7 separate regions of the Mus musculus genome follow, and all the other regions are linked to region 1. The links are chromatin contacts, called in public HiCAR-type, HiChIP or PLAC-seq and promoter capture Hi-C maps. All regions are on one chromosome and are shown on one strand. The core of a region is the stretch at or near the end of the contact, and the rest is flanking DNA. Distances in the headings are between cores, read along the strand shown.

Evidence for each region. Promoter capture Hi-C pulls out the DNA fragments that hold promoters and counts their contacts. HiCAR-type assays count read pairs that join an accessible place to other places. HiChIP or PLAC-seq counts read pairs in DNA pulled down with a chosen protein or histone mark.
Region 2: a promoter capture Hi-C map of liver shows a contact between it and region 1, with 2.9 times the contacts expected there. The contact joins the enhancer-like site here to the promoter of Abhd13 in region 1. A contact is called at or near these places in 6 of 39 promoter capture datasets (the 3T3-L1 cell line, the C10 cell line, hematopoietic stem and progenitor cells and 3 more), 3 of 484 Hi-C or Micro-C datasets (CD8 T cells and pre-B cells) and 1 of 115 datasets of contacts at active chromatin or transcription factors (thymic regulatory T cells).
Region 3: a promoter capture Hi-C map of neutrophils shows a contact between it and region 1, with 4 times the contacts expected there. The contact joins the promoter of Ankrd10 here to the promoter of Abhd13 in region 1. A contact is called at or near these places in 7 of 39 promoter capture datasets (the C10 cell line, cranial neural crest, embryonic stem cells and 3 more), 3 of 484 Hi-C or Micro-C datasets (CD4 T cells, embryonic stem cells and erythroblasts), 3 of 115 datasets of contacts at active chromatin or transcription factors (the NIH/3T3 cell line, pro-B cells and thymic regulatory T cells) and 2 of 9 other capture datasets (adipose tissue and liver).
Region 4: a contact with region 1 is called in a promoter capture Hi-C map of liver, with 6 times the contacts expected there. The contact joins the promoter of Naxd here to the promoter of Abhd13 in region 1. A contact is called at or near these places in 10 of 39 promoter capture datasets (the C10 cell line, cranial neural crest, embryonic stem cells and 5 more), 1 of 484 Hi-C or Micro-C datasets (CD4 T cells), 2 of 115 datasets of contacts at active chromatin or transcription factors (astrocytes and embryonic forebrain) and 2 of 9 other capture datasets (adipose tissue and liver).
Region 5: an H3K4me3 HiChIP or PLAC-seq map of embryonic forebrain shows a contact between it and region 1, with 6 times the contacts expected there. The contact joins the promoter of E230013L22Rik here to the promoter of Abhd13 in region 1. A contact is called at or near these places in 5 of 39 promoter capture datasets (embryonic stem cells, hippocampal neurons, liver and 2 more), 2 of 115 datasets of contacts at active chromatin or transcription factors (embryonic forebrain and pancreatic cancer cells) and 1 of 9 other capture datasets (embryonic stem cells).
Region 6: a contact with region 1 is called in a HiCAR-type map of astrocytes, with 4 times the contacts expected there. The contact joins the enhancer-like site here to the promoter of Abhd13 in region 1. A contact is called at or near these places in 7 of 39 promoter capture datasets (the 3T3-L1 cell line, 3T3-L1-derived adipocytes, embryonic stem cells and 3 more), 6 of 115 datasets of contacts at active chromatin or transcription factors (astrocytes, embryonic forebrain, embryonic stem cells and 3 more) and 1 of 9 other capture datasets (liver).
Region 7: a promoter capture Hi-C map of embryonic stem cells shows a contact between it and region 1, with 4 times the contacts expected there. The contact joins the promoter of Col4a2 here to the promoter of Abhd13 in region 1. A contact is called at or near these places in 4 of 39 promoter capture datasets (embryonic stem cells, hippocampal neurons, liver and 1 more), 1 of 484 Hi-C or Micro-C datasets (embryonic stem cells) and 4 of 115 datasets of contacts at active chromatin or transcription factors (astrocytes, embryonic forebrain, extraembryonic endoderm stem cells and 1 more).

What each region holds. Positions count from the first base shown.
Region 1 is chr8:9,976,169-9,979,357 of GRCm38.p6, reverse strand. It overlaps Abhd13 (abhydrolase domain containing 13), which reads right to left and starts at 1,641. Exons shown (of 2, transcript NM_001081119.1): 1 at 1,339-1,641. It overlaps Lig4 (ligase IV, DNA, ATP-dependent), which reads left to right and starts at 3,047. Exons shown (of 2, transcript NM_176953.4): 1 at 3,047-3,189.
Region 2 is chr8:11,753,281-11,756,469 of GRCm38.p6, reverse strand. All of the region lies in intron 1 of Arhgef7 (Rho guanine nucleotide exchange factor (GEF7)), which reads right to left. Among named protein-coding and RNA genes, the nearest start is that of Arhgef7, 27 kb to the right of the region's middle. Within about 2 kb of position 1,544, at least 7 of the 459 cell types and tissues checked have an H3K27ac peak or open chromatin away from gene starts, as enhancers often do. A contact at or near this core is called in liver, where this site is marked.
Region 3 is chr8:11,633,992-11,637,180 of GRCm38.p6, reverse strand. Ankrd10 (ankyrin repeat domain 10) reads left to right here and starts at 1,424. Exons shown (of 6, transcript NM_133971.3): 1 at 1,424-1,770. The coding sequence starts at 1,564. It overlaps Mir7238 (microRNA 7238), which reads left to right and starts at 1,445; the gene lies at 1,445-1,487.
Region 4 is chr8:11,495,872-11,499,060 of GRCm38.p6, reverse strand. Naxd (NAD(P)HX dehydratase) reads right to left here and starts at 1,555. Exons shown (of 10, transcript NM_001190357.1): 1 at 1,435-1,555. The coding sequence starts at 1,474.
Region 5 is chr8:11,476,367-11,479,555 of GRCm38.p6, reverse strand. E230013L22Rik (RIKEN cDNA E230013L22 gene) reads right to left here and starts at 1,627. Exons shown (of 2, transcript NR_126558.1): 1 at 873-1,627; 2 at 1-415. Rab20 (RAB20, member RAS oncogene family) reads left to right here and starts at 916. Exons shown (of 2, transcript NM_011227.2): 1 at 916-1,228. The coding sequence starts at 1,057.
Region 6 is chr8:11,392,068-11,395,256 of GRCm38.p6, reverse strand. The region is part of intron 4 of Col4a2 (collagen, type IV, alpha 2); the gene reads right to left. Among named protein-coding and RNA genes, the nearest start is that of Gm46030, 54 kb to the right of the region's middle. Within about 2 kb of position 1,491, at least 141 of the 459 cell types and tissues checked have an H3K27ac peak or open chromatin away from gene starts, as enhancers often do. A contact at or near this core is called in 3T3-L1-derived adipocytes, astrocytes and forebrain, where this site is marked.
Region 7 is chr8:11,311,291-11,314,479 of GRCm38.p6, reverse strand. It overlaps Col4a2 (collagen, type IV, alpha 2), which reads right to left and starts at 1,675. Exons shown (of 48, transcript NM_009932.4): 1 at 1,366-1,675; 2 at 973-1,061; 3 at 796-850. The coding sequence starts at 1,016. It overlaps Col4a1 (collagen, type IV, alpha 1), which reads left to right and starts at 1,654. Exons shown (of 52, transcript NM_009931.2): 1 at 1,654-1,964. The coding sequence starts at 1,881.

The DNA.
Region 1 (3,189 bases), core at 392-2,891:
CACTGCACCTCTAGCAAGCTGATGTTAGGAATACACATTACTTTACGATCTAAGACTTGTAAGACTAAGTGGCACATACTATATATAATAAGGTATTAGGAAGCCTGCCACTCACCAAACATTCTAATTACAAGAACTGGGGCTTGCCCTAGATCTAAAGTGGGGTGTTTTAGGGGCCTCGGGTTTTCCTGAGGCAGATCAACAATTATAAGAAACTGGAATCTTGGGAGGATGAACGAACTAGAGAAACAAAGACTTGACAGCCCAGTGCCTGAGTTTCTGAACTGTCTGGGAGAGCATCCAACGTTCCGGCGAAAGGCAGCAGGCCAAGTGCTACCTGTGGCTGTACATGTACAAGTCAGCTAGCCTTCTGCTTGCCCGGTCTTTCTAATACCTATTTCCAGGATGTGGTGATAAAATGCTGCCACCTCTGAGTCAAAATTCAAGCATTTTCTTATCTATCGCAGCAAAGCAAGTCTCAGTAAGCACTGCGAATCCCAGTTAAATCACGGCAGTGACTCAAGTTATTAGAGTGAAGCTTTATTTTTCTGTGGAGACCCAGCTCAGACTACAGGTCCTCCAGCAAGCTTTCCTCGGACCTCGTTCCCAGTGTCACCAGTTCCATCCTGTAGCCTGGGCCGACTCATGTGGCACTATTTACTAAGGGGGTGATGAGCCTGCTTATATAGGCTGGGAGTTCCGTGATGGCAGTGACCTTATGTTACTCCATCGGACGCTTTCAACGCGTAGCAAGGCCGAAGGTACAGAGCAAGTCCAACTCAATCCCAGCTCAACTGAGTCAAGTCTTTGGTAGCACAGCTGTGACATAACTCTGCACTGCCAATCATTAATTCTCAGTGAGATAAAACAGTGCTTTAGAGAAGAACATGTCTAAGCACACACACACATAAGGACTAATTCATGCCAAAAGACAGAGCAGATCGACAAAAAACAAAACAAAACCCAACGTTCAAACTTAAAGCCAGTGTGTCACTTGGTTCCTGCTGCCTGGTAGACAAGTGCACAACTAAAGGTTTACTTTAGGTTGCCAGCTCAGCCAAGCACACTCCCTGATGCATTCTCGCTTCACACCAATGGCTAAAAAAAAAAAGAGGCCCAGTGACTTCAAGTGTGCGACAACTCTCTGGATTTTATGGCCCCGTCGCCCGCAGCTGCGAGGTTAGCAGGTCTGCACCTGTTACAGACAAACGCGCCCAGTCCCTCCGACCCAAGCCCGGGGTTTGCTGGCCGACTGTTCTGGGAGTAGATACGGGCTCCCGAATCCGAGCTGCGGGGTGAGGAGGTCGGGGAGGCCGCCCGCGTCCCCGCCGCACTTACTCAGGCTCGCGGGCGGGCTGCGCAGTCGGCCGCGGGCTCGGAACCCGGCTCCGCGCTGCAGCGAGGCCCCGCGCCGCCCCCGCCGCTCCTCATCGTCTTCCTCCCGCCGAGGGGCCGCCGTCGCCACTGTCTAGCCCGGAGCTCCTGCGGCGCGGCGGGCCCAGCTGGCGCAGCCTCCACTTCCGGCTCGCGCGCGGTGTCCCTGGCAAATAACCCCGCCGGCCCCCACATAACCTGTTCTCCAGCTTCCTCCCGGGAGCGCGAAGCCAACCTGTGCACCCCTATGCGCATGCGCAGGACACTGGGCTCCGCCTTCATGCTACGGTAGCCCGTAGGGGCAAGATACATCTCGGCGTTTCCAGTCAACTGCTGCCTGAACACATTTCGGAGAACAAGGAGTTTCTCTTCTCTCCTCTTCTCCCCTCCTCTCCCAAATGTGCCTGCTCTTGGCTATGCTCTTTCACTTATCTGCACTAAACTTTCTCTTCCACCATGCCTAACTTTCAGGTAGTTATGCCCTTCCTTTTTACTTTTTTTTCCCCCCACTCTGAGGATAAAACAAATTTGGTTCTCCATTAACCATGCAGCTAAAAAGCACATTAGAGCAAGAGCTTTGAATTAACTAATAGCTTTTCTCGGCTCATAATTTGTGGTTCTTTCGTATCAGTAAAGCAGAGCCCGACCTGTGCCTGACGTCGGAGCGCAGGAGCAGTTGAATAAGACACGGATGTGTAAGAGTTGTACAAGCTGTACGAGCACCGCTGATGCTCCTGTACAGTAACGTGTGGCTTTGCAACACCACAGGGAAACTATCGTGAGACTAAGGGAAACTACAGAGAAAATAACTGGCCACACGGAGCCGTAGGATCTGGCCCCACTTTAAACTAGCCCTGGACTGTCGGCCTTGTGAAATGCAGCGTAAACACATTAGACAACCCCTGAAAGCAATTGACACTCTAGTGTCTCACCAGGACTGCAAAGTTTCACCTTCAAAGAAAGTGTTCCCCACACTTTGCCTATAATTTCTGAACTCTTATTGGTGGAGTAGGGCAGGTCATAGCCACCAATGCCAGTGGAAAGTAAGAGTTTCTGAGACGTGGAGCGTACGTTTATACTTCTATTTTGAGTATCTAGTATAGTTATTGAGTGACAGTAAGGTGTTCAATAACACTATCAGCTAGCTTTATTCCAAATCACCGAGCACCATTGAAAAGCCTTTAGTCCATGTAAGTATGTTTCTGCGCCATGAATTATTTATTACTATGTAATACATAATTATTTTTATTATTATGTATTATTTCTGCACAGTGAAAAGGCTACCAAGAACACAGAACCTGAATTAATTTTGCAAAAGTCTTTTTCTGGAGCCCTAGACTTTTTAGGTGGGAGGATTCTCTTCTGTCCTGGAAGTCTTCAGAAGCCAGTCCTGTCAGGGCAGCAACCCAGGCTCCAAGTTCCTCAAATTCGGCTCAACGATGACATCCAGCGGCGAGGGACCGAACATCCTTTGCTACAGGCAGAGACAGTGGAGGCGCGCTGCGCAGGCGCTCTGAGCCGCCGCGCCGGCCCGCCCCTGCCTCGCCTGTGCCTTTAAAAGCCGGCAGGCTCGCCTGTTCCCACTGCGCCTGCGCGGCAAGCAGCTGGCGGAAACGCCCGGCCGGCTTCTTGTGGCGGCAGCTTCCGGTCGGAGTGGGGCGGGGCAACCTCTGCTAAGCAAGTGGTGTGGCGGGTTGGAGGAGGCAGGGAGGTTCTTGGTCCTAGGGAGGCTGCGTCCTTCCCGTGCTTTGTCCCAGCGTCACCACCCGCCTTCCACGGTGCAGCCGGCTCGCTGGGGACTGATTTCAGGTGGCA
Region 2 (3,189 bases), core at 295-2,794, 1.8 Mb before region 1:
GGAAGGGCAGTAGAAACCACTGACCAAGTCCTAGAAATGATCGAACATGGCACTGGAATAAATACTGTCAGCAAGACAACACAAAGTATCCCCACAGCAGCTAAAATAACAATCCAAGTCTGCCTTGGGGGGAAAAAATCCTAAGACAGGAAGACTGGGAGCTCATACTTGAATGCAGCCTTGCTTCCACTGCGTTTGTCCCTTGAGTCAAAGACTGGAGGTGACAAGCCAAACAGACGAGACTAAGCAATGCTTCAAGCTTTAAGCCACTTTAAGTCTATTTAAAAAAAAAAAAAAAAAAAAAAAAAAAAAGCCAGTCTTCTAAGGGACAGCCATCTTTACCCACATCTTCCCCTTCTACCGAACTAATTCCAGTCTCCCCAAGGTCAGAGTTCAAAGTACATTCAACTTGCAGCTAGCGCCCCCTACGGGGCAATTTTAACATTTTCATGAAGCCAACCATGTGACCTTTGCAGAGTACTTTTCTTAAGACTTTTTTTTGCATTCCTACTATATACAGCGCCCAGTATGTGTGTGTGGGCTGCAATTACTGTCTGATTATGAACATTCTGTATATGTGCATATGTGATAAACCACTACAGCCATGGTAGATTACACAGTACTGTACTTGAGATGATGGCTTATTGTAAGTAAATACATAACATTTATAGCATACATTCTCCAAAAATGCCCATAAAATAAGGTCATGTATTCACTCGTTGGCAGAATTTTGTGACCAGCCATGTGCACACATGCTCACATCTACAAGTACATGCAAAATAAAAATATGACCAGGGTCTTTTGGTTTCCTAGCCCTGTATTTCCCCCAAGGACAATGTTGCAGTTCAGCATTCGAGATAACTTCAGAGAAGGTAAACACTACAAATAATTAGACTCATCTCTTCATCTCTACATTTGATTATGAAACCACAGGCTAATTGTTATTTTCTTTTCTTGTATGATGAGTATATAAAATAATGGAAGCAGCATACATTGATTTTGATAATTGTTAACTATAAAAAGCAAAACACCTTGAGGATTTACATATTAGTGAGAAATGTGGTTTTTAAATTACACATACCTGTGTGGGGCATGCGTGCCATGGTGTGTGTGGAGTCCAAAGGAAAAGTGTAGCAGTCAGTTCTCTTCTCTCACCCATGTGGGTCCCAGGAATCAAACTCAGGTCTCAGACTTGGTGGCAGACCCAGATTGGTTTTCATCTGTGGATTTTACCACTTTGCTAGAATGAAGTGTTGTCCACCACCAACTCTTCCTGACTGTTCTCTCCATGTGTGTGCTGAGTGGCCATCCATAAAGACGAGCATGTGGGAATGGGAGCTTTGTAATGGGACTTATTCTTTGACACCTAATGAGTGACAAAAGCCAAACTCCAGATGTGGCCTATTACCCATTCAGAGATTTTAAATGTTAATAGCTTCACTAGAGCCTCCTATAATGTCTATGAAAGCAAGGAATTAGAAAACCCAGAGTCACAGAGTCCCTGCTATTGGGGTCACTGAACCCAAAGTCACAGAGTCCCTGCCACTGGGGTCACTGAACCCAGAGTCACAGAGTCTCTGCCATTAGGGTCACTGAAGTCTTAACACCCTGGGTGTTTCATTTCATTTTTGTTTTCTTTTTTATAAAGCATGTTTGTGATTGTCCTTTAAGTGACAAGAAAAGAATTTCATCTTTTTGCAGTACATCTGAGGAAGACAAGAAATGGGTGACAGTCTGCCTTTTTGTGTGACGTAGGAGAGGAATGTTATGAAGAGGAGCAGGGACAGCCAAACTGGCTATGTGTCCTTATGACTACAGGCTCCTTTTTGTGGACACACTAGTTGAGGCTCTTTCCATGGGTTACCTTAAGACGTCCTGGCCCACATAACTCTCTGAAGTCTGGTACATGGGTACATGTAACTAGAACTCCAATGAACATCGCTGTTTGGAAAACTAAGGGGTCAACATTACGAGTGAAGAGCTCTAGCGCTATAACAAACATGTCACTAGGGGAGTCACTTGACCCCTCTAGGTCTATTTCCTTATCTCCAGTTTAAGGCCAGTAGCCTAACTGAGTTGTTGGATCAAGTGGATAATAAGTTAATCCAGCAATATTTACTGGGCCTCAAGTTCACAGCAGATCACACCATTTAGAATAGAAGTTCAGTTCCAGCTACTTGAGAGAGGGGTAGGTCTATCACTTGAGCTGATAAATTTAAGTCCAGGCAACACAGCAATACACCATCTCAGGGCAGAGGGGAAACACCTGTGGTTTCAGAAGTCCATAGTGTTTTCTAAAATGTACATAGTCAAGGGCACCGGAGACTGTAGTGAAAAACAACATGTCTAGGATTATTACAAGACAAAACAACATGGGAGAGTCCTTCATGCCTCTCTAAAGACAGTTTGCACATAGTCAATGAACAAATGAAAAACTAACATCATCAACCATCAGGGTCCACTCATATACATTCCCACTCACTCACGGGCGCACACACACATGAGAACACATTAAAAGTCCAGCCAACACTGCACGCCTAGCAGAGGGAGAAGAAGGAGAATGTTCACAATGTCAGGGTCGGCGAGGCTGAAACGCAACCTTGAGCCTGACTTGGGAGAGTGGACCAGAAAAACAGGCAGTTTCTTCCACAGTTAAACTTGTTTCTACCCTAGGCCCCAGCTGTTGTTTGCCCAGGAGAAATCATAGCCACCAAAATCCCGGTGTAAGAATGTTCACAGCTGCTTGCTGATTAGCGAGGCCACCGAGCAGAGGGCTCTGCATGTACTCTAGAAAGGCAACAGTGGCCTGACACTTGCTCTGCCCAGGTCATGTCGCAGGAATGGTGCGAAAGGTTCTCTACAATATTAACTTGCAAGCTTTCACCAGGAGATAATCAGGACTAGAAATCTTCTAAAGACCTTTCTGGTTTCCCTAGAGATACCCTTTATGCTTGATAATTGATCAAAATGTGCCTGATATGAAAATTAGTCACCAAGTAATGCTGAAAGCAGAGTCCAGGACCCTCACAGCTGTCCAGTTTCTCCTCCACTCTTCACCAGCTGCTCCTGGCTGGGGCAGTGAGTCCCTCCCCAACAGTCTCAACAAAGTGCCAGTGAAGGCAGCTGTCTTGGACAGACAGCTGGACAGCGTTTAGGGAGTCTGTGGGCCAGCTGTATGAGAAGGCAGGC
Region 3 (3,189 bases), core at 175-2,674, 1.7 Mb before region 1:
AAAAAAAAAAAAAAAAGTAAAACTTCCATGAATAGTGTCTACTCCTTAATGGCTCAGTATGATTTTCAAATTTTATAGCCAGGAGGTGGTGGTGCTCGCCTTTAATCCCAGCAGAAGCAGGAGGATTTCTGAGTTCAAGGCCAGCCTGGTCTACAGAGTGAGTAGACCAGGCTGGGCTACACAGTGAAACCCTGTCTCGAAAAACCAAAATTAGAACAAAAAGAAAAAGAAAAAAGAAAAATTTCAAATTTTTTACAACCATAGCATTGTACCATTGGAAAGAGAATTTAGTAGTCAATTTTTCTAAAATTTCTTTCACCATGTGCCCAGCCTGCTCACGTGACTCATGCTTTACAGTTACAGACGCCAGGGCCTCTCGATTCTCTCTGGCATCCATTCCAATTAAGGCATACCGAAGTTAACTGGCTGCACCCTTGTTTTCGGGTTTTTAATGAGGAGCTGTGCTCCGCAGGCGCCCAATAAACACTAATTGGAGGAACTCAGGCAACCGCGGAAGCAGGCCAGGGCCGGCTGCCAGAGTCCTGAGTCCCCACTCGCGAGTGTGCCTGGCAGAGCAGCAGCTCTATTTAGAAGTAGCGCCTCAGGCATCGTCCTCAGCAGGAACCTGCGGCCGAGCTCCAACCGCTCCAGGTCACACCCACCAGCGCCAGGTCACGCCCAGCCGCCCCAGGAATCGACCAGAGCGCCGCTCCGCTCCAAATCCCAGACTCTCCTCCTTTAGTTAAGGCGTGGCTTTCAGCTGCCAATCACAGAGAGGCCGGCCTGGGCTTTGGCCTTGCCCCAGGCAAGGTTTACAGCCAGGGTCGTAGGCCTCCGGCTTCAGGCGAGGTCTCAGGCGCGGCCTCCTCAGGCTTCAGTCGCAGCCAAGTCTCCCCCCTCCTTTTTTTGTTTTGTTTTGTTTGTTTGTTTGTTTGTTTTTCGTGACAGGGTTTCTCTGTATAGCCCTGGCTGTCCTGGAACTGACTCTGTAGACCAGGCTGGCCTTGAACTCAGAAATCCACCTGCCTTTGACGCCCAAGTGCTGGGATTAAAGGCGTGCGCCACCACTGCCCGGCAAGTCTCGTCCCTCTAACCACACTAACGTGCAGGCCCACCCTCAACCCCTACACCTTCAGCGTTGGCATCAGTAGCGGCCTCCTCAAGCGGTGATCGCCTCCCAGCCCCTAACTTCACCACCAGACGCCTAAGGCGGCGTTCCTGCGCAGACCCTGAGAAGGCCCCGCCCTGCAGCCAAGGCCACGCCCTATCCCAGGCGCCAGCCTCAGCACCACCTGCGGGAGGCCCCACCCTATCCAGGCGCGGGCCTCGCCCCACCACGGGCGTCAGCAGCGGTCGGAGGCAGCGGACTGTTAGGCCCCACCCTCTCAAGGCGCAGGCTCCGCCCCGTGGCTCAGGTCCCGCCCTCAGTGCTCGCTGCGCTCGGATGCGGATGGGACGCGGCAGCAGCTCGCCTGTCCTTTGTGTTCGAGTGGCGGCAGCTTCGCAGGCCTTCACCGGCACATTCCTCTGGCCGATCAGTCGCGTGCTTCCTAGCGACCCATCATGTCAGCGGGAGCGGGCGCGGCCGTGGAGGCAGGCTTCTCCAGCGAGGAGCTGCTGTCGCTCCGCTTCCCGCTGCACCGCGCCTGCCGGGACGGGGACCTGGTCGCGCTCTGTTCGCTGCTGCCACACACGCCGCGCGCTCACCTGGCCGCTGAGGACTCCTTCTACGGCTGGACGCCCGTGCACTGGGCTGCGCACTTCGGCAAGGTGGGCGCGGGCACTTTAAGGCGCCATTTTCCGCGTGGTGTGCTGTTAGGGTCAGAGCGCACCCCACGGTGTCTGGAGAGCGCGGTCGGCAGCGGCAGCGCAACCCCTGAGAGTTCCAGGGCGCATGTGCGGTACCGCGCGGTCTGCGACCCAGGACGGTGGGGGGTGGGGGGCGCGGAAGCTGCTCAGACGCCGCGGGCGCCTCGAGGGCTTCAAGGCGCATGTGCGGCGGGCGGCGCGCGACCCAGGACCTCCGGGGGCGCGGGGAGTGTTGGGAGGCGGGGCGGAAATGGGGTCCGTCTCGCCGGCTCCCCCGAAGGATCCAGGGCGCATGTGCACACTTGTGGCTCTTCCGAGCGGGGCGGGCAGACTGCAGTTGAGGCCGTTTGCGCGGAGGCCGCCGGGCTTCGGGAATCGTGGCGAGGAGGAAACTGGGGGCCTCGCGCTTCTGTCTAATGGAAACCGGGTGCAGGGCCCCCTGAAGGCACGGAGGGATGGGCGCTGCCCTCGTAGCCGGGGGTGTCAAGTCTGCACCTGCTATGGCCGACGGCGGGGTCGCGGCCATGCCTATCGGCCCCCTCTCCACCGGGACCGTCCTGTGTAAGCTGCGCTAATTGGCCCCGTTCTCCTGGTGTTGAAAGGTGGCATGCAGTTGGGTGCAGGTAGTCGCTGGGAATCCACCTTCTCGTGGTCGCCTTAGTTAACCTGCACACAGAAGTGCTTCTGCGCCATAAAGCGGCAAAATTCACGCTGTACTGTTTACCAGAATTTGATCTAAAGCTAAAGGAGCATTTTCACGTCTACGGAGAACGAGTTGTAGACTTGACTTTGGAGACCAGTATTGTAGCGGAGGCGAGGACGTTGTAGTTCTGAGCTTTCCTATCTGAAACCTGGATGGTCTTAAGATACGGAACCATCTTGTTAACCCGTTCCAACTATTACGGAAAGCTCTTAGAGGCGAAAAGGCTGAGCCTTTCACCCCAGCCGGGCCATGTGTTACTGCTCTCCCTCCTGTAGGTTTCCAGCGTGTTTCCCTAGGTTGTACCTACCAGTGATGCTCAGGTTACCCAGTAATTTATGGGGCTTATTTATTCCCGGAAAACTGGCCATTGTGAAGGCTAACTATCTTGCTTTTACCAGATGCCCCATTTAAAAGGACCCTCCACAATTCCAAAGCCAGTTTCCTAGGTTGAACACGGCATAGCTAACAGGTTCAAATCCTGGCTCCACGTTAAAGGTTAACTAACTGCTTTTCTCTTGACACCTGTTCATCTTACTGCCACTTTGTACTTGTATGTTTCCCTTGGGAAATCTCACCAGCGATTACTTTTTGGTTTGGTTTGGTTTGGTTTGGTTTTCCGAGACAGGGTTTCTCTGTATAGCCATGGCTGTCCTGGAACTAACTTTGTAGACCAGGCT
Region 4 (3,189 bases), core at 306-2,805, 1.5 Mb before region 1:
GGGAGTCTCAGCTGAGGACAACACAGATCAGTTAGCCTGTGGTATGTCCGTGGGGGGCTGTCTTGGATTTTGATTGATGTGGGACCTGACAGGAAGCAGTGCCACTCCTGAGCAGGTGGCATTGGGTGACAGAAGAAACAGAGCTACACCATGGTCTCTGCTTCAGTTCCTGCCTGACTTCCCTTAAAGATGGCTGCGACCTGGAAATACAAGTTGAAATAAACCTTTTCCCCACAGGTTGCTTTTGGTCAGGGTGATTAACATAGCAACAGACAGCAAACCAAAAGTCTGCACCCCACAGGGAGAGAATGCTAAGATAACACCTGAGACTAACAAGCATTTTCCTGCTTTGCTGTCACTCAACAGTATGTTGCTCTCTGTCCTTGACGATGAATCTGTTCCACAATAGGATGCCGTTGGGATACCCTGACGAGTCAGGCACTTTGTACCAAGACAGAGAGCTCGGTTAGTAAAAGGCTGGAGGAGAATCGACTAGATTTTCCGACACTTTACACTGGATCACGTTTTAGTTGGCTTACTGCCACTCCTGGTGGATTTATCCCCTGAAGTATTAAGAGAGAACTTAAAATGTAAATACTATTGACTTTGTCGCCAAGACTATCCAGAGTCTGGAAAAGCAGGTCGAGCCTGTCTGCATTTTGTTGGCGTAAAGAAACCATGGCTGAGGAAGACAACCATGGCTTCTGTGCCCCAAGGGCTTTAAGTTAATGTGAAGTCTAAGCCGGAGCATGCGACAGCAGTCCTTATATTAAGTGAGATTCACTCTAAGCACCGTTTTCTTTTCTTTTTAGATTTATTTATTTTTATTTATACAAGTACACTGTAGCTGTCTGTCCTCAGACACACACCAGAAGAGTGCATCGGACCCCATTACTGATGGTTGTGGGCCACCCTGTGGTTGCTGAAAATTGAACTCAGGACCTCAGTGCTCTTAACCGCTGAGCCATCTCTCCAGCCCAGCACAGCCAGTTGAAAGGTCTAAAGCCCAGAACTCTACCAGGTCTTTGCCAGACATTTAGCAAGTCAATCTAGTAATGAAACCTCAGTGCGCACAAAGAAAGGCAATTACCAAGAGAAAAACAGTCTCTAAATAAAGGGTTATTCAAAAGCCTTTCTATAGGTGTGGCAAGTCGAGCCAGTGTGTGGACGCGATCCAGCTCAGGAAACGGCCCGCATCTCCTGCATAGGCCCCCAATAACTCGGGGGAGCGGGGGGAGCCTAGTCCTCACGCAGGCCGGTCCCACCGGCTTCCCGGCGCTGAACGCGCAAGCGCCAGGCAGAAGCGACCCCGGCCGGTACCTGCGTACAGCGGCGACCACTGGAGCGCGATCGCGGCGGAAAGCAGCGCCACCACGGCCGCCGCAGCCCCACAGGCGTGAACGGCCATCCGCGGGACGCCCGGATCGATCTTACCTCCCCCGCAGGCGCGGATTGCCACACAGCGGACTCCCATGGCGGTCCAGCGCACTTCCGGGTTCCCAGGTGTCCCCGCGCGGACGCCGGGCCACCGCCATTGGTCTTCTGGGCTCCGCCCGGCGGCCCCAGCTTCCTGCACCGCCGGAAGCGTACTCCGGGTTCATCCCACCCCCAGGGTCAGCGTCCATCAATTACCCTCCGCTTACTCCGCTTGACCAGCGAGGCACCCAATCCGGCCTGGCCCCAGGTTAAGCGTTGTGGTAGCCGGCTCACTGAAGAACCTTGGCGGTTTAGGGACCTATTTCTTTTTTATTCTATAGCGTTTTGTTCGTGAACTTGATGGTTCACGATTCCCTTGGAGGTCAGCTTCCTTGGCAGCCTGTCCATAGCTGTGCTGCCCAACTAGATGATGTCTTTGGCCCTGGTGCGTCCCACAGCTAGGTCTAAGGCTTAGCATCTCTCAAACCATTTTCTGGCCTCGGTTCCTCGAGGTCTTTGTTGTCTCAATAGTAAGATAGGCAACCTCATGGTTACAACAGCTTACGCCCCCAAACCGGAAAGCATCCTGACTTAGTTCTTTCATACCCATGCCTCTTGTGCCTTTGATACTGCTTTTGACCTGTCTTTGATACTTCCACTTGTACCCTGTATGAAGCCTGGCTGAGGACAGTAGCCGCCTGGGTTGTTTTCTACAAAGTGACACAAACCGATGGCCTAAGTGTATAAACTGGCGTCTTGACCTCTCTGTGGTATGGCTAACCAAAGGGTTTTTATTGTAGATTGAGACAGAGACAGAGACAGAGACCAGACAGAGGCATCTGTGAGAGTTCAGAGCAGAGAGAGAAAGAACTAGACTGGACATGGCCAGGGCTATCAGAGAGGGGAGAACAGCAGGAGATGAAGGATATATAGAGAGAAGCAGAGAGAACACACAGCAAGAACAGTAAGGAGAATAAACGGGTGGGGTGGGCATGGGAGGCGGTGAGGTGAGAAGGTTAGCATGGACTTTGAAACGTGTAGCAGATAACTTGTGATACTGAGGGAGCCTGGAGGGCAGCATGAGCTTTGAAATGCTCAGAAACACCACAGGTAGCTATTTATGTATCTGTCCTTTCTGCCCAGAAGCCTAGGGGAAGCAGCTTTACAAATTCCTGAGGAATGCTAGCTTTTATCTAACACCCAGGAATTCTGCAGTCCAGGTTGAACTTATCTGGATGTTTGAACTGCCCTTTTGGAGTTTGGAGAACTGGAATTTCCTTTAGACCTAACGTTAAAGAATATTCGACCCTTTGACGTTGTGACACTATTGTTACACCGTGTTACTATTGCAGTAATTTTATAGGGTTGTTGTGACACTATTGATAAAATGTGTTACTGTTACAGTAATTTTATAGGGTGTTTCTGCCTGTTCTAGCCCTTAGAGATGCTCCTGAATAAAAGACACAGAAAACTGGTTTTTTATCAATAGGCTCTCAGTGCTCTGTGGGGCAGATTCTGAGCTTGTCTAACCTACATCTCAGCCTTAGGTCCCATGTTACTTGCCAGCTGAGTCTTGCTCTGTTTGCTCTCCTCCATATGTGTCCTTGTTGCGATAAATCTCCAATCCACAAAAGCCTGGGCAATGAAAACACAACTCAATTAGTATGAATACATGCTATGTGCCTAGACTGGGCAGATCTACCACTACACTACCATCTTCCCCATAGAAGAGACCCCTTAGAATTTGCAGTTTCTCCAGACCAGGCGCTTCTG
Region 5 (3,189 bases), core at 378-2,877, 1.5 Mb before region 1:
AGAAAGGGAAGCTGTTTTCTAGCAGTCACTGCAAATGCAAAGTCAAGTTTTCCCTTCAAGGTTTCTTGCAGAAGTAAAAAGCGAACCTAGCAGGCACCTCCCGGTGTCCCCGACCCATCCACATTCTCCCTTAAATCTTAGCCGACTTCCAAGGGACTTTCCCAGCCAGGCAACTCTCCACCTGTGTGGGTGCAACCAAGGTGCACCGAGGAGGAGCGCTGGGCACAGGCTGGGAAGCGAAACAGAGCCAAGGGAGCCTGTGACTAGACAAACACCAGGTCCTGGGCCTCTCCGCGGCTACCCGGGCTTTTGGAGGAACTGGAGCGTCCGAAGGAAGGCGCTCTGGAACTTTCACCTTAGGACCCAGGTCCTAGGCTCCAAACTTGGCGACATACAGGCTTTCAAAGGGTGGGGACTGTAAAAAAAAAAAAAAAAAGCGGTACTGTAGCCCTGCTAGAGTCAGGGGTGCGGGAAGAGGGAGGCTGGCGTGGGTTGGGCCAGTGGAGAGGGGTTCCAGGAAAGGGCTGGCTGGGCTGGAGAAGGGCTTGGAGAAGGTATGGGAAGGAGCTGGGGCGGGAGGTAGGGGCCAGGGCTCTGGGAAGGGCAGAAAAATAAAGGAGGAACGGAGTTTGGGATTATAGGGACGGACGCAGGACGGTCCTTGAGGGAGGGGGAATGGGAAAGAATGGGGAGGGGTGGGCGTGGGGCTGAGATTTAGCAGGCAGAGAAAGGGAATTTGGGGAAGGAGAGATAGGGAGTAATAGGAACGAGGCAGGGGTGATGGGGAGTGTGGAAGGGGCTTGGGAGAAGACTGGGGGCGGGGCCTAGGCGGACCAGGGGGCGTGGGGTGGGCGTGGCGGCCGGGCACCCACGTGGTCGCAGGGCTGCGTTCACACTCCGGTACAGAGCTGTGGCGCGCTTCCTCTTTGGCACTTCATCGAGTTCGGATCTCAGGCCAGGGCCACTAGAGTTCGGGGTCCCTGGAGGCCGGGGTCCGCGTCCCCTGGCATCCTGGGCGGGTGACCGAGAAGCGCAGGGGTCATCTCCTCCGCGGCTATGCGGAAGCCGGATGGGAAGATCGTACTGCTGGGGGACATGAACGTGGGTAAAACGTCGCTGCTGCAGCGCTACATGGAGCGTCGCTTCCCGGACACGGTCAGCACCGTGGGCGGCGCCTTCTACCTGAAGCAGTGGCGTTCCTTCAACATCTCCATATGGGACACCGCAGGTGAGGGCGGCGCCGCCGGGACAGGCGGGCTTCGGGGCTCTGCGGGGTCGAGGAGTCGTCTGTGGGCAGCCGCGGGGTCTCCACTTTGGGCTGTGACATTCATTGCACCTCTGTTCCCACTTGCCTTGCTTTGCCGATTGAGAAAATCTCCAGTTCAGCAGCACTCTGTGCGTCTTCGCGAAGATTCGGGTTATCCTGGGAGAGATCTCCGATCAGTACGACTCTCGCTTCTTAGGTGCTTTAATGTCCCCCTCAGGGTGCCCTCCTTTGGTGTACAAAGCAGCCTTGGGAGTTGAGCACCGCTGCTATTACCGACTTCTTTATGAACGAGGAAACTGAGTCAGAGAGCGTTGGACCACTCTGCTGGATGTAAGGCGACTGGGAAGTAGAGTTGGAATCGCCCAGCCTCCTCGACTCACGGTTATTTACCCAGTGCCGAGTCTTGGCTGGTGCGCAAGTCACGTGAGTGGAATAGCTTCCTGTACTGGCATTTTTAAGATAGGTAGTGAATTATTTTTAGTGCGTGTACAACTTCGTCTTGGACTTTCCCGATTAATTTGCTTCTGTCTTCTCCCTTTTCCATGATAAAGAAATAAGATACTTTAAGTGAAACAAACGAACCCGGAAATAGTATGGTATAGTTTCAGGGAGAGAGGTTTCCAATGTATGAAACTCCCAAGTTCTGACTTTTTATGTTGTGTAAAGTGTGGTGGCGCACGCCTTTAATCCCAGCACTTGGGAGGCAGAGGCAGGAGGATTTCTGAGTTCGAGGCCACCCTGGTCTACAGAGTGAGTTCCAGGACAGCCAGGGCTATACAGAGAAACCCGTCTTGAAAAACCAAAAAAGAGTGATGTACTCAAAAGCCTCGCTCCTAATCCCTGACTCCTTGTCTTGCGCGTATCAATCTGTTGGCTATGTAATACATTCTGATCAAGCTGAGTTAGTGAAGGTCTGGGGAGCTTCCCTCCCTCCTCTGTCTTCCCCGTTCCTTACTTAGCCACCGTGGGAAATGGACTGATTTCTACTTTCCCTGTCTTTCCTTTGGCTCTGGTCTTTACTCCGCGTTGCAGGCAGAGCCTCCGAGTTTTCTCAGGCTGTCTACCTGCCACTGAGCACTCATGAATGCAATATCTCAGAGTCAAGACTAGTCAGACTCTGGACTCCTTTTCCAGCCTCCGACAGAGCTCCGCCTCTACGCTTGGCTTAAATGGCTTGCCTGCTGCTCTGGGTTTGTAAGAGGAGAAAGCAGAATTGGTCAGCTTTCCCCACACCTCTTAATGTTTCTGGAGTAGCGATAGATGTGTGGCCGACACAGCACAGGGTAACTGTGTCCCCGCTAGCTGTTTCAATTTGGTGGGTGGAGCCACTTTCTTCGTCAAGGCCGAGGATATGATGAATCCGGAATGTTGGTCAGCAGGGGATTTTGTAACACTGCCTGAGAACTTGCTGATTCCCTCTGTGGGGGCGGGAGCCGTTCAACTCATTTCCAGGCCTCCTCGGCTGCTTTTGTGTTCCTGGAAGCCTAAGTGTGAAGGCAGATGACGGGAGCCTTGCCGGGTGGCCAGGCCCCCTCTTCACATTCTTGATGTCTGTGTACACATGCTCAGGGGAACAAGGTACAGAGTCAACAGTGGTCCATATCACCAACTTTGTGCCTGCTTTGCTGGGCTGCCAGTCGCCTGGAGGGAGCAGAGAAGACGGGTTAATATTGTTCGGGATTCTGTGTGGAACATCTACCCTAAAGGGTTACCTTTTCCTGCATTGTGTACTGTTTAAAATCCCTGCCCTCTCCCCAATTGACCCTTTAGCATAGCAAACCAAAACCAGCTTGCCGCGACAGGCAGGTTGGGGGGAGGGGTGGCAGGCACACACCTGTGAGGGCTTTGGGACGTGCAGTAGTCAGAGCCATAGCACTTGGTTAGTTTGTGTTTGACTCTTGACAAAGTTAAAGCCAAGCCGG
Region 6 (3,189 bases), core at 242-2,741, 1.4 Mb before region 1:
TGGTGGACGGCAAGGCCAATCAAAGCCAATGTTATTAAGTTATATGGCTAAGTAAGAGGTGTGCTTAGAATTCCAGGCTCCTGAGAATGCTCCCGAATTTGGAAAAGTTTACATCTGGAAAAGGGGCCAAGTGTCATCAGAACGTGTGCAGGCAGAGGCGACAGGACATTTTGGACAAAGGCCAGATAAGCCCAAACACCCACCCCCAAGGACAGAACCGGCCCCTGCACACCAGGATGTTCAATCTGGCTGCAGCCTTTCCGGGTAGAGCAGAATAGACTCCCAGTGACGCAAAGGATGAATGGTAGGAAATCCCCTCTCCTTCCTAAACCGACTCTTCCTGCCTCACCTTTCATGGGCACCAGCCCCAGACCCTCCTACCCTCCCCAGCCCCTTGCAGACTCTCCCTTCCTCTGAGGGCAGTAGACCACGACTCTTGACGATCCTGGGGAATTCCTAAGTCCTAATGAATTTCTGCAAGCTGATGGCATACACTGGCGAATTCACAAGATGTCCATGATGGCAGAAAGGGCTCCTTCAGGATCCAGGACACGTGTTCTGTGCCCTAGGATTTGGAACTGTCTACTGTTCATGAGGGTGACGGTTCACGTGTGTGGACGTGTTATGTCACCTGCAAGGGAAACGAGAGAGTACCCACCTAACAGTACGTGACACAAGAGACTGAGAGCTACTTTCCAAAGCTATTTAACAGATTGTGGTTAAAAAGCAAATGGCGTCTGGCTTGGTGAGATGGCTCAGCTGGTAGAGGAGATTGCTCTGAAGATGGATGGTCTGAGTTCCGGACCCGGGACGCACATGGGGGAGGGAGAGAACTGATGCCCAAAAGTTGTCCTCTGACCTCCATACACACACAAAGGCACACGTGAGCCCCTCCCCCACAATTGATTAGTTAATTAATTAAATCCACACACGTTGAAGCAGACATTCAGCTTTTACTCCCAGGACCCAACTCAGGGACATCCACTTGTAGTGGCTCAGACTCAAATGAGAGAGAGAGAAATAATAAAGCTAAACCAATCCGCAGCTCCCACCTGCAAAACGGGTAGAAGAAAACACTGAGACTTTGGGCTTGTAAAAAATTTCTTAGACACACACACACACACATACACACACACACACACCACCAAACAAAATAGTGGAGAAGATTAAAAAGTTTGATCCTCCAAATTCTGCTGAAAATAAAAAGGCTCTAAACTAGCCAAGTCTGTCCTGAACTAGAGGAGGGACTCCCTGTCAGGCTCCTATTAAACCTCCTGCTGATGCCTGACACTTGTGAGCCTACAGTGGTGGCCTGGTGGCCCGGCTCCCTTAATCGTCTCTCCTAAGCAGTTCCCAGCATCTGGCTCTCACCTCTTGCTCCACAAACCGTCTGCCGAATGGCTGGCTGCTCACATATCTGGCTCTGCCTCACTCACAGTCCTCCCAATTCACCCCTAGTTCTATTTTTAGAACACTTTCCTTCTGTTTTTTTTTTTTTTTTTTTTTTTTTTTTTTGTGGTTTTTGAGGCTTGAGCCCAGAGTCTGGCGTGTGCGAGGTAAGAGCTTCGCCACTGAGCTACATCCTTAGCCTGAACCCCTTTGAAGACCACTATAGTAACATCACAGTTTCTGAGGTTCAACCGAGGGGGCGCTGCCCTTCAGAGAAGGCTGCCACCCTTACTGTCCCAGCCCCATTCAGTTCTGTAGTCCCCTGGAGCCATTCAGGAAAGTCTTGTCTTAGCCCTGCACTGCCCCGGGGAACTGCTGATTGTTGGCTCCTTAGAGGGTTTGGCTTCTCTGTCTACACAGCAGACAGAATGCTCCCCGGGCCCTCATGATGAAGTCATCAAGGAGACCACCCAGGCTCATGGAAGGAGGCCTGAGTATCAGACCCTGCTCAGCATCTGATTAGATAATGAAATATCGTGGGCAGCCAAGGCGCGGGTGAGGCAGGCTCTGGAATGCTGGGTGTTCCTCCTCCAGAAAGCTCAGGCCGGTAATGTCTGAACCTGGCTGCTTTAAGCATGACTGAGCTGAACTTGAACATGCTTAGCAATGGGTAGGACCTTAGTGGGACCGCTGTGGTTCACAGGGGGTCAAAAGTTGTAGAGGAAAAGGGGTGTGTATTGACAGAAGTCTGTAAAAGCCTAAAAAGGAAATAATTTTAATGTTTACTGGATATCTCAGTTTTGAAAATTTGAAATGAAATCAACATTCCTGGTGGAAGGAACAGGGCCAAGGGGGATAATAGTGCAGTTCCAGTAGCCAACACCAGGTGGCAGTCATTCTCAGCCTGCAGGCGAAGTTAGGAAACCTGTCCTCTGGCTTGAAAGTTTTGAGTCTTTCCAGGGTCACATGACTCAGCTCTAGGGAACAGAGGGCAAGTCCCTTATTTGTTAACCTCCCTTGGGGATAATCCCAAGGAAAACTGTGATTGCCTAATTCCAGTTAGTCCAAGGGGCTATCATACCCCACTTCTCTTAGAGTAATTAAGTCAATAACTCATAATCTGTCTTTTAATCTTGTTAAAGTAAAGTATGCCAACTACTGACACTGGGAGCCTGCTCCCATGCTTACCCTGACAGCACTTGCAACAATGACTTCAAGTGACATTAGAATGAATTCCTCCCCAGGACTGAGTCAGCACATACCTAACAGCCTTGGATCTTTGCTAAGAGCCATTTCCACCTTTGTTAACACATTAGATTTTAATTCCTGTAAAACTCAGGACACATATTGTCACTATGCTCATTCTCTGAGGGAAACTGAGGTGGGGGGTGTGGCCAACCAGCCTTGTACATTCCGAGAGAGTGAGCTCTCACCGGAGATGGCCATGTGGTTCTGGAAACCCACTGGCAGCCTGGGGCATGCTCCTGTAGAAAGGGACTCAGGTGTGAAGCCAGGCAAGGCAGGACAGGTATGGGGGAAGAAGAGCAGAACAGAACAGAGCTGGTGGCGATATGGATTAGGGACAAGATAAAAGGGTATAAAAGTGACTTCTGAGGTGGAGAGGCTAGGAGATGGACCACAGACGATGGACTGGGAGGAAAGTCTGTGGGTGGCCGAGGCATCGGTGATGACTGTTCATGTCACTTGACCACCACACCCTATCTGAGAAGGCAGGATGTTGTGGTCTTTGAATGGCCAGAACTCCGTGCTGGGAGGTGGAGGAGCCACCATAAGGCACAT
Region 7 (3,189 bases), core at 426-2,925, 1.3 Mb before region 1:
GCTGTGTCTACTTGGAACTCAGGTATTCCACAGACAAGTAAACAGGGCACATAGGACACCTGGCCAGGGTTCTCAATTTTCATGTTTCTTTTAAACAGCACTACCTATGAGAAGACCCCCCCCCCCACACACACACACTGGTACTGGTATAAGGAGTGGCTACATTTAAAATGCGAGGGAGCCCCAGAGCATCTCTCCAGTTCAGTTCAAAGGCTGTTCTGGCAGGCCTGGTTTGGTCTTTCAAGGAGCAACAGGTACAGTAAACAAGTCACAGAAGCCAGGGACCACAGGCCTCCCTCTGGTCTGTGGCTCTTCAGGGCCTACTCAAGGTTTGGAAGAGACCGCGGTTTCTATCCCTTTGTCCCCGAACAACCTTAAAGCAGGAGGCTGTCTCCTCCTTGCCCCGCCCCTCCCCAGAGACTCATATTTAAGCAAGATGCTCTCTGCCCACCACAGTGCCTGGACACCACCTCTGAGTTTCTGGAAACTCTTTGCTCCCAGCCCCCTCTGTCCGTGCGCCTCGTGGCCTAGTGATAGACATTCTTCCCTTGCTGCTAAGGCCAAAGCTTGGCAGCAAAAGGTGCCTGAGGCTACGTTTTAATTATTAGCTCCCTAGAGAGGGCCGACTCCTGCACTGCACGGGACGAGCGGCTGGCAGACACAGTAGCACACACCTACAATGCACACGCACACTCAGGTGGGCTCGACGAGCCTGTCTTCCACGAGGCTCCGCGAGCGTCCCAACCCGTCACGGGCGCGGAACTCCAAGCGCCGTGGAGTTCAAGCGGTACTTACCCCCAAGACGCTCTGAGCCAGGAGTCCCACTGTCACAGTTGCTAGCAGCAGCCACCTGCACAGGAGAGGGAGGGAGGGTAAGAAAGCGACCAAAACATGCGGGCCCCAACTTGTCAACTCCTGAAATATGCATGCAAGGTCCCCTTCACCTAGGAGACCAGGCAGAAGGCGACTTACCCTCGCAGGGGAGGGCCAGACGCTTTGAACCGCACTCGGTCCATGATCCCAGTCTTTGAGCTCTAGACTCGGCTCGATCCCTTCCTAACCTGGAGGCAAGAGACAAAGCGGGTTAGCAAAGGTGGCAGGCAGAGAGAGCATCGTCATCTTAGCACCCTGACTCCGCATAATGTCCCTCGTTTCCTTGCGGGGTGACCAAAGTTCTGTCCCATCAGGAGACAGAAAAAGGGAGATTCTTCTCCGTAGGCCCTGCCTGGAGCTCCTCAGCCCATGCAGCGCGATCCCTATTCCCCCAGCTCCGATCCAACGGAGCGCGCAGCCTCAGCCTACTCCGGCGCTACAGGTCCGCGACTTGGGGCCTGGCTCTCTGTGCCTCCCGGGGGTCGCTCTCACCTCAGGGTCAGGAGCTGCTGCCCGCGCGCATGGGCCCCTGAAGAAGCGTTGGCCCGTGGCACACCGGCGGCCAGGCCGGCCTGGCTCTGCTCCGTGGGCGCCGGACTCTCGGCCCCGGCGTGCCTTGCTGGTGCTTGCCCGGGATTGGCGAGCCAAGGGGCTCGTGGAATCGGGGCGCGGGAGGAGCTGGGTGCGGAGCGCAGAGCCCCGGCGTTCGGACTCCCTGCGACACCAAGTCCCGAGCGGCGCGCAGCCTCCGCCTCTTACCCGCGCCGCAGGGTCCTCCCCTTGGAGACGCCGCCCGCGCACTGCCGAGGGGAGGGGGCAGCGCCAACAAATTGGGGAGCTCCTCGGGCGGCGCGCTCAGGTCTCTGCGCAGAGTCACCGCACCCGGGACGGTGAGCAGGGCTCACGCCCGGGCCCTCCGAGACTGAGCACCTCGCCGTGGCCCACGGGAACTGGGCTGCATTTCCCCGCCGTCTCTGCTGGTCCCCTGCCGCCCCGGGCGCGCCACCATGGGGCCCCGGCTCAGCGTCTGGCTTCTGCTGCTCTTCGCCGCCCTTCTGCTCCACGAGGAGCGCAGCCGAGCAGCTGCGAAGGTGAGTTCCCTGCGGGCTGCGCTCCCCAGCCTCCCTCCCTGCACCCCTGACGCCCCGCGAGGCCTCTTTGTCCAGCGCCTGGCGCAGTCAAGCCGCCTGGCCCTCGAGGGTACCGCGGGTGGCACGGCCAGGTGCATTCTTCCCCCGGGTCTCCCTCTCCTAGTCCCTGTGGGCAGCGATCGCACATCCATTACGGAACCTCCTTTGTTATACACTGGGTGCGGGAGAGTTAGGAAGGGACTGAAGCTTAGCGTGTACCACGGCGGGGTGAGGGTACCGAGGAGCCAGTGAGATTTGAACCCTCATCGCCAAGGCTCTCAGCGGCGGGGCGCGCGAGTGGGTCGGGGCTGGAAGGGTGGCCAGGCACACCCCACGCCACTCAGAGTCCTACACTCATGTGCAGGGGGAACCGCTTTGGGTGTGTTTCTGGTTGTTTGGAGACCGTGATGGTTGAGGCTGAACAGCTTTGGGCCGTTTGCCTGGAAACATCTGTATTTTTGCTTTCCCACGACTTTTGTGTAGCCTACGGCACGCTTGAGAACAGACGCGGGGCTCTTCTCCGCATCCTAAAAGTCTCTGCCTCGACTCTTGCCTTTTATGAGTGCGTGCCTGAAAATTATAACCACATTTAGACTTGAGTGTGAAACCAAAGCGAAACTCCGTCGCATTGTTCCCTGCGCAAATTGTTTTTTTTAAGTTTTTGTTTCCTCTGGTGCTGTGCTTGGCCAGGAGGGCGCTGGGAGATGTTTGCAAGAGCCAGACTTCCAGCTCTGGAGGAACCCGGCCAGACTTTCTGCCTTCGCCCCTAGAGAATACACTTCAGCTGCTGCTGCTGCTGTGACAGCCATGCAGGCCCAAAGGCCACAAGGTGTGGCCTCTCCACAGTTTGCCTTCCCCTCAAATGCCTAAAAAACGACGTTTGCTTCTCACCGAAGCTTCCAAGTTTTAAAAGAAACCGTTGCTTAATTGTGCATTTTCCTTTCCTTTTAAGAATTTCACCTCTTTCCTGCAGGAGCGATACTGATCAACTATGCTATAAATTATTAACTGTTACATACTAGAATAAACTGGTAACGTTACTAGGGGTTTTCTTAATTGGGTTTTGCCTCCCTTTCTGAAGAAGGATGATTAATTACATCAGCAACCAACTTCAGAGAGTTCCCTCCTCTCCAGTCTTCACCTTCACCGCAGGTAGCCTTTTAACTACCCATTCTCTTGCTGAGGG